Linked DNA regions of Ovis aries: region 1 is linked to region 2. The links are chromatin contacts, called in public Hi-C maps. All regions are on one chromosome and are shown on one strand. Each heading gives the region's core, a stretch centred on a gene start, on an enhancer-like site or on the middle of the called end of the contact. The rest is flanking DNA. Distances are from core to core; before and after follow the strand shown. Region 1 has its middle 160 kb from the start of SPRY2. Region 2 has its middle 280 kb from the start of NDFIP2.

Region 1 (2,700 bases), core at 171-2,670, 320 kb before region 2:
GACAATCCTTGGAGTCTAGGGAAGTGTGGAAAATCTGATGAGGAAGGTGTGGGCCTGGCCAATGGAAAGCGTTTTGGTGGGTCTAATGATTTTGGGAAAATCTCAGCAAGGCTGGAACATTTTGCCACACATAAGTGGTTATTTCCTTAGCTTCTTCTGCATTCACTGAGGGCTCTGTGTAGCCGACCGGAGAGCAAGAAAACTGAAAAACAGCCTCAGCGTGTTTGTCAGGAGAGAGATTTCAACTTAGGGTTTTTTTTTCAAGTGTATTGCATGTAACAAAGCCTGTATTTCTTTTTCATTTCCAATGAAATCTGCCTCATTCTGGTTCATTGAACTCTTGGAAACATAGTTTAATATGTTCCGAAAGCCCTTTGAGCCCTTTGAGGCAGGACTGTGAAGCCTTTCACCACCGCCCCCCTTCTGTAGAAGCAGGAAATCAAGTTCTGCCAAATGCAAATGAGCTCAGACTCCAAAAGGCCAAATTTCAAAATCCAGAATGCGGTGGGATTGCAGACAGCAAGCCCTGCACACATGATATTTTGGGGGTCTAAGAAAAGACAGAAAGTCATCACGACACACTTATAATTTGCGACTTAAGAAATACCCATCTTGTACAGCACAGGGAACTCTGCTCAGTGTTATGTGGCAGCCTAGAAGGGAAGGGAGTTTGGGGGAGAATGGATACATGCACGTGTATGGCTGAATCCTTTCGCTCTTCACCTGGAACTATCGCAGCATTGTTAATTGGCAATATAAAATAAAAAATTAAAACATAAAAACCCATCTGCAGAGGACGTCTTAGATTTCCATCAGTGAGTTAGAATACTTTTTCTTCCTTTTTAAGGTGGCTTCAGAAACCCCTACCCCCAGGACCCCCTGCTTCTACAGTTGTCTATGTTCTTGTTGGGAAAAGTACGACCTCTCTTTGATCCCCGTGTCCTAGTCTATCCACACCGATTGCCTGCAAAATGGCCCTGGCTTTGCTGGAAGCAAATAGAAGTTGGTCCATTAAAAGTTCCTGCCGTCCCTCAAAGGGTTAAGGGAGTCCGTTCCAAAGGAGTTAGGCAACCACTGAAATAGGATAATAAATGTGGCACTCTCAGACTATCAGTAGCAAATATTTGAGCTTATCAAATAACGGAGGAAGTAGTTTAGTTACAAATAAACCAATCTCTCATAAAACAAGTTTTCACACAGGGTCATTTCATTGAGCTGGAGACAGCTAGAGGCCACTCGTAGGCAGAACTCCCACTCTGTGTGCAGCGGGTACAGCCCCTGGTGATTAATGGACAGCCAAGGGGGGCTGCCGCCGCCCGCAGCTCTGCTGAGAAACCCAGCCGGGCAGCCTATCAGCAGCACAGCCATAAACAGCATCTCAGGATTATTGGGAGGAAGTGACTCATCCTCTGGGAACATAGCTGGATTTGTGCTCTCTCTCCCTCACCACCCGCCTTCTTTCCCTCCCTTTCCCCCTCTCTGTATAGCAGAGGCCGTCGTGTCCTAGAAACTATAGTAGATGTCACTGCTTGGCACTTGCTGTGCAAAGAGAGTCTGTGGGTGTGAGGGGGAGGCGAACGCTACTCTTAAAGTAACAGTGACTGTGCTGCCCAGGAGCTCTATGGAGGCTCTTGTTCTCCCGCCTTTGAGATTAGTTGGTTGAAGGCATCTCATTTAGATTCCAGAAAAAGCACAGACGCTGTGTTCAGCAAAGGGGGAAAAAAATAGAGTTCCTTGTTTCAAAGTTAAACTCTCATTGAGAGTTTAGAAATAAAAAATATCTTGGCGTGATTTGATTAATTTAGCAAGGAAAAAAAGAGAATGCTGCCAGAGTCTCAGAATGTGAACGTCACCGCTAAGGGAACTGAAATATGCATATGATATTTCTATATTATGATATCATAGGACGTTTGTTTTATTCCCCCAAGGACTGTAAAAATAAAACATGTAGATTATATGAACTACAGAAATAGAACTATAAAGCTGGAAAAATTCAACCATGATACCACCATTTGAAGGAAACCATTATGAACACTTTGTAAATTTTTTTCCAGCATCTTTAAAAATAGATTGTTGAGACCTTAAGCATATGGGGAGTTTTGTTTCTTACTATTTTCAGCCAACATTTTAGCATAATGATGCCCCCATCCTGTTATTCAATCTTTCCTTATACATAATTTTAAAACTGCGAAAAACTTCTTTTTGCAACTTTAATTAACATAGGGCAGTTTGGGAAAGGTATAAGCTTGTGCTAAAAGCAACATTTGCTCTATTTTTGAGGCGTATTTATTAAAAATTTTACTTGATCTGTTTCTAATAAAAATGGAAGAGAAAATTCTATGCTATTATTCTCATGGACTACCCATTAACTTTTGTGTTTAAAAATGAATATTCTCACCATTGAATTTTCTGCAGAATTGGAAGAGACTTGGTCTTGATTTCTTCACTTACAACATACTTAACCTGCTAATGCCCTGTCCAAAAGCACGAGCCCTTATTGACTAAGCACTTTTAGATGTCAAGATGAATTAAAAAGTGAAGGCATGACTTTTACGTTCACCCTTTCTCACTCACATTCCCTACAGTACCTGCGTTTAGGTGCATTTTTGTTTATGTGGGACATCTGAAATTACTTTTTATGACCATTATCTGTTGTGGGCCCAGAAACTGGACATTTTCTCCCAACCAGCCCTAGAACCA
Region 2 (2,700 bases), core at 190-2,689:
AAAAAATGGCTCAGTTCTAGAAAAGGGCCTTGATTAGAATCCACAGACCATCTCCTTCTGGAATACCTGTTGTGCCCAATCTCTCCTCTATATCAGGTTAGGAGAAGTCTTTCTTATTCAAAGCATGAGACCCAGGTTGAATCCCTGGGTCGGGATGATCCCCTGGAGAAGGGAATGGCAACCCACTCCAGCATTCTTGCCTGGAGAATCCCATGGACGGAGGAGCCTGGTGGGCTACAGTCCACGGGGTCACAAAGAGTTGGACAAGACTGACTCATGGGCATGCATACACACACACACAGACATTCTATACGGAGAAAGTCTGCCAAAGCTTGACATTTCATATATACTCAAAAGACATCATCCAGTGGTTGGGTTTCTAAAGTCTCATCTCTTTCTGCCTTCACCCCAAGTTCTGAGCGCCTCCAAGGAACTGCTGAGTCTTTTCCTTCCAGCAATAATAACAATCTGAGTCATGTGGAGCCACAGCCTCTGTCTGCCCTGGCTTCCAGAAATTTGCCTATCTTTTTACTAGCAGCCAGTCCAACCCAGCCAGTGGTAAGTTGGGGATCCACCTGTAGCCTAGACAGCTTTCTCCTGCCCAGGAAGGGAACACAGAAGCCCATATCCAAGCGCTGTAAGCAGCTCAGAGCAGAACTCTTTTGCCTGTATCCCTCTGTTTTTTAAGGATCTTAGTAGTTCCTTGGAAAGACAAAATCCTAAACAGCGCAAAATTATTTCAATTTCTATGCACAACAGGGAAACGTGCGCGCACACACACACACACACACCAGAAACCTCATTCCCAGAACGCATATGCCCTTAATATAAGTTTGGCATTTGATACACTACTGCTTTGGGGGTGGGTTTTTTGTTTTGTTTTCTTTTTCTACATTTCCCAAATCCCTCTCACTTTTCACCATATTCTCTCATGTCTTTTTTTTTTTTTATTACTACTAAGAAGGTTTTGACTTAAAACTGAAAATATTCCAAGTGACAAGTAAGTAGCCCCTTCTCAAAGAAAACCTGCAATAACATGCCTGGATTACATTAAGGAATGCTGGAGGGGATCCCAAAAACCAGTGTTTGAACAGTCAACCTGACAGAATCCTAGGACACCATTGAAAGGGCTCATGTTACCTAACTGACTTAGAGCTAATCGGTATAATCCATGTGACAATACATTGTCTGACTTGGGGAACCTGCTGCCTTAAGGCGAGAGGGGCAGACCCTAGGGAGGCCCTGGGAGTGTCCCCAGCCTCCACCCCAGCAATGTGACAGCAGCCACCTTGCCCTCTGGCTCTGCTTCTGAACAATGTGGACCAAGAAGCTACATAGAGTAAGATAACTTGGATTTATGGAGGTGAGTAAGCTTAACACAGAGGCAAAAACAGAGAGCAAACCTCAGAAGGCGATCAATAGCTAATGTCCAAAGCCCCAGAGACGGAAGAGCAGTGAACCTCAGTTTCTTGGCAGGAAAACCAGATTGGTCTAGAAAGAAGCTTTGCGAGAGCGTTTGAACCAGTCTCAACAGAATGAAAACGTTTCTAAATGAGCTCTTTGACGAATTCTTCTCTTGGAAAATATGCAGACCAATTGAAGGGAAGGTTAAGTCTTTTAAGGGCAACTTAAACTTTCCTGTGGCTATTTAACCCATTTCTGAGAATTAGTCTCAAGACTTTTTTTTTCCTTATCTGTTTCCCTTCTTCATTCTTTCATTTTTTATTAGTTAACTTTTATTGCAGTATAGTTGCTGTATGTCTCAAGACTCCTTAAAGCATAAGAATTCAAGAATAAATCCTCAGTGGTAGTGGATCCGTCACCTCCGGGATCTGGGTTGAATATCTAGGTGAGACAATATGTCTTATTACCAACAACTGTGTGTTCTGTCAAACGTCCCTCCCACTCAAGAAAATTACTCCAAATATCTACTGTTGACACTTTTCCTAAAGAACACTCTGGTGTGAGAGTCTTGTTTGAAACTGTTTGATCAGAAAGGAAAGTATGTGCCTTTACACTCTGGTTTCACTCCATGTCAGGCCACGCTGCCTATGAGAAGGCGGCTGGTACAGAATGCCACTCACCCTCCTTTATACTTATATCCCACAGACATGGGGGTGTAACTTCAGAAAAACAAAGGATGCTAGAGGGAGGAAGAGGAAGAGAAAGAAGTTGAGAATTAGAAGCTATAGATTACGTCTTCTACGTAATTTTGAGTGAGATTGATAATCTTCAGTGGCTTAAATAGCAAGATGGTCCTCTTGACTATCAGCATACGCACCAGTTAGATTACTATTTCTTATCTCTTGTTCAAAGCTCTACTTCAAAGGACGATTATCAACTGTTCAAGTGGACAGCAAAACCTCGAAATGCCTTAGAGTACTCCAAAGAGGGGAAAATATGAAAGCATTCTTTCTTGAGGAAGAGGTAGGTCCTGGGGTATGTTGAAGAGAAGAGAAAGAGGCTGATAATCCAGTCACGGTGCTCAAGTACTGATGAGTAAACAGACACTCAATAAGTCCCTGGGAAATTAAGGAACTTACTCAGAAGTCAGAGTAACAGGGTATTTGGATGAAAATGTATTTAATTCTAACCTGGGAAAAGCTAGACATTGTAACATAGCAAAACCATTCAATGTGTTCCAATCATTTTTTTTAATGATTCACTCATTCAACAAGTATTTATTGAGCAACTGTTAGT

What was found. A called contact is a pair of places that touch in the nucleus more often than the background predicts.
Region 1: a Hi-C map of liver shows a contact between it and region 2, with 7 times the contacts expected there. The contact joins two enhancer-like sites. A contact is called at or near these places in 2 of 16 Hi-C or Micro-C datasets (hypothalamus and liver).

What each region holds. Positions count from the first base shown.
Region 1 is chr10:55,781,376-55,784,075 of ARS-UI_Ramb_v3.0, reverse strand. No RefSeq gene overlaps it. Among named protein-coding and RNA genes, the nearest start is that of SPRY2, 160 kb to the left of the region's middle. Within about 2 kb of position 1,420, at least 37 of the 54 cell types and tissues checked have an H3K27ac peak or open chromatin away from gene starts, as enhancers often do. A contact at or near this core is called in liver, where this site is marked.
Region 2 is chr10:55,465,245-55,467,944 of ARS-UI_Ramb_v3.0, reverse strand. No RefSeq gene overlaps it. Among named protein-coding and RNA genes, the nearest start is that of NDFIP2, 280 kb to the right of the region's middle. Within about 2 kb of position 1,439, at least 1 of the 54 cell types and tissues checked has an H3K27ac peak or open chromatin away from gene starts, as enhancers often do. A contact at or near this core is called in liver, where this site is marked.